Linked DNA regions of Sus scrofa: all the other regions are linked to region 2. Evidence: chromatin contacts called from public HiChIP or PLAC-seq data. All regions are on one chromosome and are shown on one strand. Each heading gives the region's core, a stretch centred on a gene start, on an enhancer-like site or on the middle of the called end of the contact. The rest is flanking DNA. Distances are from core to core; before and after follow the strand shown.

Region 1 (3,719 bases), core at 305-2,804, 41 kb before region 2:
TCCTCTCCTCTGTTTTACCAGACTTGTGAGAGGGTCACCACAGTTGGGTGTCCAAAGTCACAACGCATTGCTGCTGCCAAACTCATTTCACAGTAAAATAACTGGCTGTTTTGTTGTTTTAGGTGACCAGCCATTAGCGGGACAAAGAGAAAGGGGCAGGACCCAAACTCTGGAAATGTGACCACAGAGCAGGGGCTTCCTTGGCAGTGGCTGGAGGCCTGGGCAGCGCTGCCCAAGGGCTAGCTGGAAGCCCAGGAGGCAGGGAGCACTGTCCTGTGTGCCGGGAGCCCAGCCCAGGACAGGAGGGGCCCAGGCTCCTCTGACATCATTTCAAAATTATTAAATGGCACTGTCCCAGATAAAATGTAAGAAAGATCTCAAAACAAATTTTTTTTTTGTCTTTTTGTCTTTTTCCAGGGCCACACCCACAGCATATGGAGCTTCCCAGGCTAGGGGTTGAGTCGGAGCTGTAGCCGACAGCCTACGCCAGAGCCACAGCAACGCAGGATCCAAGCTGTGTCTGCGATCTACAGCACAGCTCACAGCGACACTGGATCCTTAGCTCTTTAACCCACTGAGCAAGGCCAGGGATCCAACCTGCAACCTCATGGTTCCTAGTCAGAGTCGTTAACCACTGAGTCATGACGGGAACTCTGCAAAAAATTTTTGATACTTTCTGTAAGTTTGCTTTTGAAACTATTTGTTTCCAAGTAACTCACTGACCATCAACAATCCAGCACAGCTGGGCAGTCATCAAGCATCTCAGTTGGAGTTCCCTGGCACTGTCACCGCTGTGGTGCTGGTCACCATTGTGGTGTGGGGTTGGCCTGGGAACTTCGGAATGTCACAGGTGTGGCCCCTCAGAAAATCCCGTCATCTCAGGGTTTTGTGCAAAGTAGGAAAAGCCACCCCATAAACTTGTTGAGGGTCCTGCACACTCAATTTAGAGATGATGAAAATGGCACCATATAATGTTCAGAGGTAAGTACACATGAATTTCATTTTTTTGCTGTTTTTGTTTTTGTTTTGTCTTTTTCTAGGGCTGCATCCGTGGCATATGGAGGTTCCCAGGTTCACAGAAATGCCAGATCTGAGGCGCATCTGCAACCTACACCAGGGCTCATGGCAATGCCAGATCCTTAACCCACTGAGCGGGGCCAGGGATCGAACCCCCAACCTCATGGTTCCTAGTCAGATTCGTTGACCATTGAGCCACGACGGGAACTCCGATGCTTTCTTTTATTTTGCATTTTCAGGGCCAGGCCCTTGACCAGCCCCTGGGGCTCCCCTGATGCTCCTCCAGTTACAGTCTCTAAAGAATCTCACGGAAAGCCCTGCCTGTGGGTGCCTAGGGATGGGCAGATACCACCCTCCATTAACTGACCCTCTGGCCAGGACCTAAAGGAGAAATTTTATTCATTTGTTTTTGTGCGTGCCCACAGCATTTGGAAGTTCCCAGGCTAGGGATCGAAACCGCTCCAAAGCAGTGACCAGAGCCACTGCAGTGACAACCACAGGATCCTTAACCCGCTGTGCCACAGGGAATTCTGAAACTTTATTAATTTTAAAACAATATGGAAAAAATGCAAAAGTTTGGCCAAAAAGCAGTCGTTAAGAAGAGCCCATTAGCTGTACCCTTGCTCCTAAAACTTAAGTTAAAAAGTAAGCAGGGGAGGAAAACCGGACAAGAGAGACTAGGCCAGCAGCAGGAGCAACCGGCCAGGCGGAGCCTGGCACCCAAGCGGGCCTAGGCCACGCCCCTGGGCGGGGCTACCCACCGCTCCTCCAATCACCGCAGCGCCAGGGGGCGTGGCCTCGGGATCCAGCAGCTCCCAGAGCTCCTGCGCTGGTCGCCTCAGCCCATCTCTCCTTCCCTAAAGTAGGTGTGTTGCGGCTGGAGTTTCGTCCCTTGAAACCCAAACCCGGAGAGCGGCCCCTAGGGGCTTGTAGGTCTTCGCCTCCACGGACTGGCCGCCTCTCCAGGGCCGCGGTGGTCCGGCCCCGAGGGGGCCAAGGGGGCAAATGCCGAGCGCGCTGTTGCCCAGCAGCACCTTCCCCTCCTGAGCCCCGGTCGTACAGCCTGGAGGGTGACAAGGGAAGTACAGAGCGGGGAACTGCCCAGCAGCGCGTCTCCGGCCCCGGCTACACAGCAGCGGCGACGAAGGCGGGACACTCGCAGCGAGCGGCAGCGAGTCCCTCCGGACTGCGAGGAGCGGCCGCGGGCTTCCGATACGTCACTTCCGGATCCCGGCTTCCGTGTCGACAGCCTCACTTCCGTTCCGGCTCGCCCCGCCCCCGGCCCCGCCCCGCCGCCCGGAGGGACCCGCGGGTCCGCTCGGGGCCCGCCCACCTCACCTGGGCCGGGTCTGCTGCCGTTCGCTCCCGGAGCCACCGTCGCCGGGAGGTGGGCGGGGCCCTGTGTGTGGGCGGGGCGGCGGGGCGGCGGGGCGGCGGGGCGGCGGGGCGGCGGGGCGGCGGGGCGGCGGGGCGGCGGGGCGGCGGGGCGGCGGGGCGGCGGGGCGGCGGGGCGGCGGGGCGGCGGGGCGGCGGGGCGGCGGGGCGGCGGGGCGGCGTCCCGAGGCTACGTGGTCCGCGCGCCGTCTGGCCGCGGGCTTCCTTGGTGGGTGACGTCCTGAATAAAGCTGGCCGGGCGGGTTGCCTCCGGGGGTCGCCCCTCTCTCCGGCCTCCTCCCTCCCCCGGCCTGCGGACCCCCTTGCGGGCGCGGCCATTGGGCACCCCAGAGCCTCGGCCCGCGCGTGGCCCAGTCGTCCGGGGCCGTCCATCCTCCCGAGGCCCGGCAACCGCAGGGTGACTGTCCCTCGCGTCCACCACGTGAAGCCCCCAGGCCGCCTCTCAGGGTGGATGGCGCGGCCGCGGGGCGCTGTCTCGCTCGACACAAGGCCCCCGGGGCGGGCCCCGCGTTCCTGCCCCGCGTCCGCTCAGCTCCTGAAGCGGAGCTGGGGCTGGGGGTCTCCGGGTCCGGTGGAGGCCCAGGAGGGGCGGGGGCTGGGCGTCCTCGGGCAGGGCTGGGGGCTCGGCGCCCTGCACGCTGGGAGGGATCAGAGGCCGGGCAGGGACACTGCGTCCGGGGTCTTTGCGTTTTCTACCGTCGACCGTGGCGCCCCCCGAGGTGGGATAAACCGTCCCCTCCAGAGCTAAAGGGGGCGATCGCCTTCCAATTCGTTGCAGTTGGTATTTTTCTGCCCCAAATCATAGAAGATTGGAAATTATATGTATAATGGCAGACTCCTGCAGGGCGCTGATTCTAGCTAGCTGTCATTTGCAAATTGGCTTGGGAAACCAGAGCTATGCCTTCATTCTAGTCCTCAGGTGATTTTTCTGTACCCGGTTTTGGAGGCCTGTGGAGGTCCAGGCAGTTCCCCCTGTGTTCATGTTCCGAAGCCTTGCTTACCCACCACTGCTGTAAAAGAAAGAAAACAACTCTCTTTAGAGGCAGATTTTGTGTTCAGTGGCTTAAAGTTTTTTTTGTGTTTTAATATGTCCTTTAACAAAAACCTTTCAACTTGCAAGTAGCGTTTTAAAGTAGAATGAAACTGTATTAATCAGCATGAAAAGGAGCATTAAGAAAGGGAATTGGAAAGTTTTTACATCAAAGAAATCTGTTTTTTTTGAAAAAATTTTTCTTCATTGAAGTATAGTGATTTACAGGTCGTGTTAGTTTCAGGTGGACAGCAAAGTGATGCAGTCATACAGAGAT
Region 2 (3,703 bases), core at 938-3,437:
TCGGGGCGGGGAGGCAGCGTCAGCGCCGGCCCCGCGCCCACACCCGGCCCCGCGCCAGCACCCGACGACCTCACCGTAGCAGAAGTCGCAGCTGCTGGGGCACAGCCTCTTCATGAGCCTCCGGCGGGCGTCACAGAAGCCCCTCCGCGCCCAGGACGCGCACACGAACAGCCGGTCCAGGCAGCCTGCGGGAGGGCAGCCCGGCCCTAAGGCCCCGGCCCGGCGCCCGCCCCGCCCCCGCCCCCGCCCCGCCCCCACTCACCGTAGAGCCGGTGCAGCCCCCACAGCTCGTCCTGCGACAGCGCCTTCCAGCCGCGCAGTGTGGCGTTGAGGTGCATGAGCGCCCGGCCGTGCTGGGAGTGCATCAGGCCCAGCGCGTGGCCGATCTCGTGGGCCGCCACGTGCACCAGGTCGGTGAGCCACACGCCTGCGGGCCCCTGCAGGTCAGCGCCTCGGACCCCGGCCCAGCCCTCCACCCCCCGCCGGCCGCGCAGCTCCCTGCAGCCCACACAGCTGCGGCAGTGCAGGGAGCCTCCCTCCGCGCAGCCATGGGCAGATAAGAATGTTCCGAGCCAGCGAGGCGGTGAGCTGGCCCCCAGGAATGCGGCTCCGGCTCCGGCTCCAGTGGCGTGGGGTGGGGGGGAGGGTCGGGGCTCCCAGAACCCAGGCCTACGGCCTTTCGAAGCCTCCCCTCCCGGCCTGCTTGACCCCAGACCCCAGCCACGACCCCCCAAAGCCCTCCCGCTGTGCCCACCGTGGTGCGAGGGCCCCACTGAGGCCAGGCCGGCCGTCACCTTTCTTCCAGCTGTAGCGTGTGGGGCCCAGGACCCAGTACTCGCTGTCGTCAAAGTGGATGCCGCCGTGCGGGGGGAAGAAGGCGTGGGCCAGCTCGCCCGTGGGGCCGTCGAAGCAGTGGTGCAGCGGGGAGACCAGGCAGTCGGTGTGGTTGACGGGGTAGAAGCCTAGGGGAGCACAGGGCTGAGAGGCGGCCCCGGGGCGGGGCAGGGGCGCAGTGCCCATCTCTGCGGAGGTCGCCCACCTATGCGGAGGTCGCTGGGCTGCTCGGGGGCCACCTCGCGGAAGCTGAAGGGGGACACGTCGCTCCACATGCGAAAGGCGGCGGCCAGGCCCCGCCGGGTTTCGCTGGGGCTCAGCAGGTTCCTCGGGAAGGAGAGGATCCTGGGGAGCGGGGTGGCTGGTCAAGGTCAGGGCTGGCGGCCAGGCGGCCCCGCACTGCTCCCCAGGGCCAGGGTCGCACCTGTACGTGAGGTTAAAGTGGTCCCAACGCAGCCTGGCGGGGGTCAGCGTGTAGCGGCGTCTTCGAGGCGCCTGGGGGTGCAGGGGGCCGAGGCTCGGGGTGGTCGGGGCGCCCATGGGGTGGGGCGCGGCGTCTCCCTTCAAGGGAAGCAAGTGGTCCGTGGGGAGGCAGCAGGAGCTGTCTCTAAGCCCAGGACGCGGAGGAAAAGGGCCTGGAAGGAAACGGAGGCACCGCCTCCGGCGAGCGCTTTCGGTGCCGCTCTTTGCCTTTCTGCGTCCGAAGGTTCTCCACCCCGGGCGAGGGTTAACAGCCAAAAAGAGAAAGGTTACCAAAACCCAGCTAGGTCGGAGGCGGAGCTGGCGACAGATGCTCCCCCCCACCCCCACCGGCGGACGCACGGACTCGCGGACACAAGGACTCACACCCGGACCGCGGGCGGCCCCGACCCGCCCGCTTCCCGCTCCCCCTCTCACTTGCGCTGCGCTCGCCGCGAGCCGGGCCGCCGGGGCCCCGAGCCGGGCCAAGAGCAGGAGCGCGGGTAGCAGGCACAGCGCGCCCAGCACAGCTCCGAGCCGGCGGGCCTGGTCGCGGGCCCCCGACGCCGCCGAGGGGACGCAGGCGCGGCGGCCCATGGCGCCTGCGGACTCGCTGTCGGGGCTCATCGGGGCGGTGGGGAGGCGCGGCGGCGGCTCGGGTTACAGCCCTGCGGGGAGGGGGGCGCGGCCGCCCCTGAAGGGAACCAGCTGGCCGCCCGCTGTCGGGAGCAACCCCGCCGCCTCCAGCCTGGGACGCGGGGACCTGGGCTTGTGGGTTGGTGGCAGTGGCCTGGGCAGGGCCCGCTGGGCGGGGTCATGGAGGGGGAGTAAGACAAGAAGGGCCCCCGGACGCCAGAGAAGGGACAGCTCAGGCTTAGGCAGGGCTGGTCGCCTGGGGTCCCCAACTCGCTGGGGGGTTGAGTGACTTGGCAGCTTTTTTCCTAAACCGAGCCCCCGCCCCAGCCCGCTGGACACTGAATGAGACCCGGGAGCGTGGCCAGCTCTGGACACGTCTCCCCACTCCATCCCCGCAGACGCAGGCCTCACAGGGACCCCACGAGAGGGGAGGGACGCAACGGGAGGGGACGTGGCAAGTGGGTACGGTGCTGAGGAGAAAGAGGGAGAGGGGCAGCGCCCGCAGAGCGAGGCTTGGGGAACCAGGCAGGAAGGGGACCTTCCTGGGGGCGAGAGGGGACGCGCACAAGGGGCGGGGGTGGGGGCGCAGGAGCCGGGAATCCCCACTAGGCGCCCTCAGGGGGCGGCTGCACGGCCCAGGTCTCCAAGGTCCCGGGTAGGGGCTGGGCGACTGGCTGTCCTGGGGGCAGGAGACTCGACAGGGCTCCTTCAGGCAGCGCCTGGCAGAGGAGCCGTGCCAGACGGGATGCTGGCGAGGGCGCTCTGGGCTGGGGGAACCGGGATCCAGGGCAGGGAGGCCCGCGGGGCGGAGCCGACTGAGGGGAGGGGAGATGAGGTGGGGGCGGGGGCTGGGGCTGGGGCTGGGGGCGGAATCGGGCGAGTGGCAAGGCGCCGAGCCGGACGAAGCCGGGGGTGCTGGCCCTCCCCGTTCTCCATCCAGGCCTGGAGCCCAGAGTGACAGTGGCGCGCCGGGCCAGCGGGGTCAGCGCCAAGTGGCTGGCGAGCAGCCGTGAGGCTCCGGGGGAGCTTTTCGGGTGGTTCTTGGAAAGCGCCCGGCCGCTGGGCCCAGACGGGCCCAGACGAGGGCAGCGCCCCCCTCCGTGGCTAAACATCTGTGCCAATAAACCAACACCCCGCCCTGTGCCGTGCCCTCTCCCCAGGTCCGTGTTCCGCCCCCCAGGCTCAGAGGTCCTGAGACAGACGCCTGGCCCTCTCCCGTCTAGCCAAGACCCCACAGGCCCGTCGTGAGATCGGGTCTGGCCAGAGCCTGTGTCCACGGCCGCTCCAGGCGCAGGGAGGCGGCGCTGCGGGGGCTTCGGCCCACCCACTGCTCCTGGACGACACTGCGGGCCTGTGCCCCATCCCTTCTGGCCGAGGCCGGGCGGGACCTCCGGCCAAAGCGCAGAGCCCCAGAGCTGGATCAGCGGCATAAATGGAGCGGGGGCGGGGGCAGGGGGGGGCCGCGCGGCCCCGCCGCAGGCAGGCAACCAGATGCGAAGAGTCCGTACATCTTTTTATAAAACAGAGGGTAGGGGCCTGCGAAGGAGGTCGCGGGGCGTGGCGCCGGAACCAGGCGGGCGCGGCCGGGACGCGGGGTCGAGGGGGAGGCGCGAGCTAGACGAAGATCTGGATGCGGTCGCGGATGGGCTGGCGGCAGATGGGGCAGGCGCTGAGCGCGGCTCCGCAGGGCGCGCACGCGCCGTGGCCGCACTGGAACACGAGGCGGATGTGGCTGTCGATGCAGATGGGGCAGGTGATGCGCTCCTCCATCTGC
Region 3 (3,692 bases), core at 775-3,274, 62 kb before region 2:
CTGTCACCCAGGCTCCTAGCCGCTTCCCCGTCTGGGTTCTGGGCAGCCTCCTTTCACCCCATTCCCGAGAGCTGGCAGGAGGAGCCCCTCCATACCCTGCCGCTCCCAATTCAGGACCATCCCCCTGCCTGCCTAAGTCCAGCTCTGGGCAGGCAGCCCTACCCACTGCACCCTCTATGGCCCTGCACCACGACCCCCGCTCGCCCCAATCTTTTGACCCTCAGAAGAGGATGGGTTCAGGTTTTGGGGGGCTAAAGCTCAAGCAGCAGGGGAGCCGTGTTTAGGAAAAAGCACAAAGAAACAAACACCAACTTAAGAGCGTCTACAGCTCTGGCACTGGGAGAGGTGGCACCCATGGCCTTTCCCAAACCCCGAGTCCCTCTGTGGCAGATCCCCTATCCTCTGCCCCGCCTGCACTGGCCTAACCACATGCAGCCCTACCCTCAAGCCGGCCGCTGGCCCCGCTGCTGGCCTTTCCCTCTCCCCACTCAGCCCGGCTCTTTCCAGCCCTGCCCTGGCGTCACCCCAAGCAAAACCTACTCTAGGAAGCTTCTGGAGGCCCTAAAGCGCCCCTCCCAGCACTGGCCTTCCTGATTGCAGGGTGTGAGCTGGCAGCTTGGAATCCCTGGGTGGGACCCAGGGCCTGCTGGGAGAAATTGCACAATTACACTCAGCTGAAGGAAGCCCGCACGCAGCCCCTGTTTTCTTACTTCTGAAATGGGGAAGCACTGTGGCCTGAAGCCTATGGCCAAGGCCCAGGCGGCACATTTCCGTGAGTAAGACGAGTAAGACGCACCTGTACAAGCTCCCTTTAGGGAGGGGTACACAGGATGCATGCCTGCTGTGTGCCGTGGCTGGCGACAAGGCTGGAACTCCTGCCTTGCAGCCTTCTGTGCAAAGTGCCCCCCCTGCTCTAGAAGGTTCCCAGGAGGCCTAGCCTAGCATTAGTATTGTTGACAATCATACTCCAACCCACAGCTCAAAAGGCTTTGCTTTTCTCAGGGTGTGGCTAATGGTCACTTTGGGGAAGTGGTTGAGTTTACAAAAGAGCCCGATGGGGAAGTTACAGAACTTGAGAAACCCCCTCCAGTTCCCGCCATCTGCCTCCCTCTCCACTCACCCTCGGTGACCCCACTGACCAGGGGTCCTAGGACAGCAGTGAGAGGTGTGTTCCAGGTCTCCAGACACAGGCCCAGGAGTCCTGGCTAGAGAAGACTCGCCCTCAGGTATGGGGGCGGGAAGGTAGAAGCCAGGCTGCTCAGAGGACTCTAGTCCACACATGGCCTCGGTCAGGTGCTTCTTGTCCCGGGAGCAGGGCTCTAGGAAGGAATAACGGCAGGCCCTGAGAGCCAGGCGATTACAAAGCCTGGTGCCTGGCCAGCCTCATCTACAGTGACCCTGCATCTGCTTGTTCCCAGACACGTCCCCGGAGAGAGGCACACAGCTGGGATCCCTGACGTCCGGCACCCAGGTGGTGGGTAACCAGTCAGTTTGGCGAGCCTTGGGGGAAAGGGCTTGGGGGCGAGGGGTGTGCAACGTCACCTTGGTCCCCCTCCTCTCTAGGTCCTCCAGTACGGGGCTCGCGGGTTAGGGAGAACAGTGTCAGCAGGTCCCTTGAGACCCCAGGCCCAGGTCTAGGTGTGCAGGGACCCGCCAAGCCGCTCAGGGTGGGCAAGCGCGGGCGGCCCAGGGGCACAGCTCTGTTGCTGCTGCGCATACCGACTTCTGCTTCCCAAAACACACTCCTGTTAAGCAGAGCCACGCCCTGGCAGTTACAGGGTCTGTGGCGGGTGGTGTCGCCACTCGCGGGGCCTGCAGTCAGCTCACCAGGCCCGCGGGGCAGAGAAGCGGGGGGCCGAATGGGGGGCGGGGCATGAGGCCCGAGAACGCGCTTCCGACGCGGCGCGGGGAGTGGGCACCAGGGTCCTCCCGGGGCTGCTGCGGAGGTGTTGGCAGCCGGGGTCCCGCCCCCAGGCCCGGGCGGACGCCCGTGCGGGCGGCCGCGGCGCGCGCGGGGCGGGGCGGGGCGCGTGCGTAGACGCGGGGGGCGGGGCGGTCTCCTACGCAGGCGCGCGGGTCCGCGCGGGGGTCAGCCGGGGCGCGCGTGCGCACTGGCGGCGCGGCGGCATCGCTACTCCGCGGGCCGGCGCCGCGGGCCGGGCGGCCGTGGGGCGGGGGGCGGCCATGGGGCGGGAGTCGGCCGCGGCGCCGGGAGCCGGCTAGCGACGGCGAGCGGCGGCGGGGCTGCGGAACCCGCGGGCGCGTCCCAGCGAGACGACGGCCCCGCAGGCGCCCGGGGAAGCGAACGGTGAGCGCGCGTCCCCTCGGCCCAGCCCGCCGCCCAGGGTCATGGGAGCGGGTGCTGGGGTCGCAGGGCCAAGGCGTCCCTGCCCACCGCACGGGTGTGGAGCTGGGAGGCGCTGGCCGGCCGCCCCTGCCTCAGGCTCGGCGCAGGTGTCGGGGCGGCCGGACGGAGTCCGCGCTGTGGGGACAGCTTGGAGGGTCCGGTCCTCAGGCGAGGCGGTCACTTAGGGGGTCACGTCGCGGTATGACTCCTGGGAAGGCGCGTCTGAGCTCGCTGCCCAGCGCCTCCCCGACGACCCGGCGGCTGGCCCGCTGGGTCCTGGCTGAGACCCTGTTCCCTTTGCCTTCCTGTCCGGCGCGCCGCGGTCCACGTGCGGGAGCGCCTCGCCCTGCTGGGTGCGCCCCACTCCGGCCTCCCCCCCCGAGCCTCCCGGCCGTGACCTCTGCTCTTGCCGCAGGGACTTGAGGGCAGGGACATGGGGGCGGGCAGCTCCGGGCGGCACGGACACGAGCTCCCCAGAAGAGGCCCCGGTGCTCTGGTCTCCGCTGAACTTGTGAGTGGGCTTGGTCCCGGTGCTTAACTCGCTCACCGCCTCGAGGGTTTTCGGGGAGGTGCCAGGAGCAAGCGGTGCCCCAGTAAGAAAGACGGGAACCCCGCGAAGGTCTGTTTAAGCTGCAGAATCAAGAGGCAGGTGGTTCTTCCCGCGGGTTGGTGCCCTCGCACCTTCTTGGCCTCAAGTCGGGGCTTCTCTCTGGACGCGGATGTTCCAGCGTCGGAGGGGGCATTGGCGGGGTTGGGGGGCGCTCTTCTGCCTGCAGGGTCTCCCTGAAGGCTTGCCCTCCCCTGCTGACCGGCACTGGCCCTCAAGGGGGTCGGGGGTGACTCCGGGATTCCTTTCTCTGGCTCACGCTCTGCTGTGTCTCCCAGACCCGCAGTTTCCCGGCCCGGGTACAGGCAGATAGGTGTTCAGACAGTTGGAGAGAAGCTGGGTGAGGGCGGCCTGGAGGGATGCGAAGCTCTGCCGCAGGTGGCATGGTACCCGCTTCCTTCCGAGCTAAGCAGCCACCCCTGTCCACCCGCCCCAGGTCTCTTATTTTGCTCCTTTGTGTGGCCCCCGTAGGCTGGCTCTTCGGTCACCTTTTGTGCCGAGCTTTCCAAAAGGCCTTTCTGGGTTCAGACCCCCTGGGTGACTGCCCAGTTTGATCAAGTCCTTGCCAGCACTTTGCTTTTTAGGGCTGCACCCACAGCATATGGAGGTTCCCAGGCGAGGGGCCCAATCCGAGCTGCAGCTGCTGGCCTTCACCACAGCCACAGCAATGCCAGAGCCGAGCCATGTCTTCGACCTATGGTAACACCGAATCCTTAACCCACTGAGTGAGGCCAGGGA

What was found. HiChIP or PLAC-seq counts read pairs in DNA pulled down with a chosen protein or histone mark.
Region 1: an H3K27ac HiChIP or PLAC-seq map of skeletal muscle shows a contact between it and region 2. The contact joins the promoter of SLC35E2B here to the promoter of MMP23B in region 2. A contact is called at or near these places in 5 of 47 Hi-C or Micro-C datasets (embryonic fibroblasts, heart right ventricle, liver and 1 more) and 2 of 2 datasets of contacts at active chromatin or transcription factors (alveolar macrophages and skeletal muscle).
Region 3: an H3K27ac HiChIP or PLAC-seq map of skeletal muscle shows a contact between it and region 2. The contact joins the promoter of LOC110261347 here to the promoter of MMP23B in region 2. A contact is called at or near these places in 3 of 47 Hi-C or Micro-C datasets (embryonic fibroblasts, heart right ventricle and liver) and 2 of 2 datasets of contacts at active chromatin or transcription factors (alveolar macrophages and skeletal muscle).

What each region holds. Positions count from the first base shown.
Region 1 is chr6:63,840,235-63,843,953 of Sscrofa11.1, reverse strand. It overlaps SLC35E2B (solute carrier family 35 member E2B), which reads left to right and starts at 1,554. Exons shown (of 10, transcript XM_021097474.1): 1 at 1,554-2,404.
Region 2 is chr6:63,800,152-63,803,854 of Sscrofa11.1, reverse strand. It overlaps MMP23B (matrix metalloproteinase-23), which reads right to left and starts at 2,187. Exons shown (of 8, transcript XM_021097479.1): 1 at 1,732-2,187; 2 at 1,259-1,395; 3 at 1,040-1,179; 4 at 755-962; 5 at 263-427; 6 at 75-91. The coding sequence starts at 1,920. MIB2 (E3 ubiquitin-protein ligase MIB2) reads right to left here. Exons shown (of 20, transcript XM_021097467.1): 20 at 3,430-3,703. The coding sequence ends at 3,544.
Region 3 is chr6:63,861,530-63,865,221 of Sscrofa11.1, reverse strand. LOC110261347 reads right to left here and starts at 2,024. Exons shown (of 3, transcript XR_002345412.1): 1 at 1,828-2,024; 2 at 1,121-1,319. It overlaps NADK (NAD kinase), which reads left to right and starts at 1,085. Exons shown (of 12, transcript XM_021097484.1): 1 at 1,085-1,226; 2 at 1,419-1,474.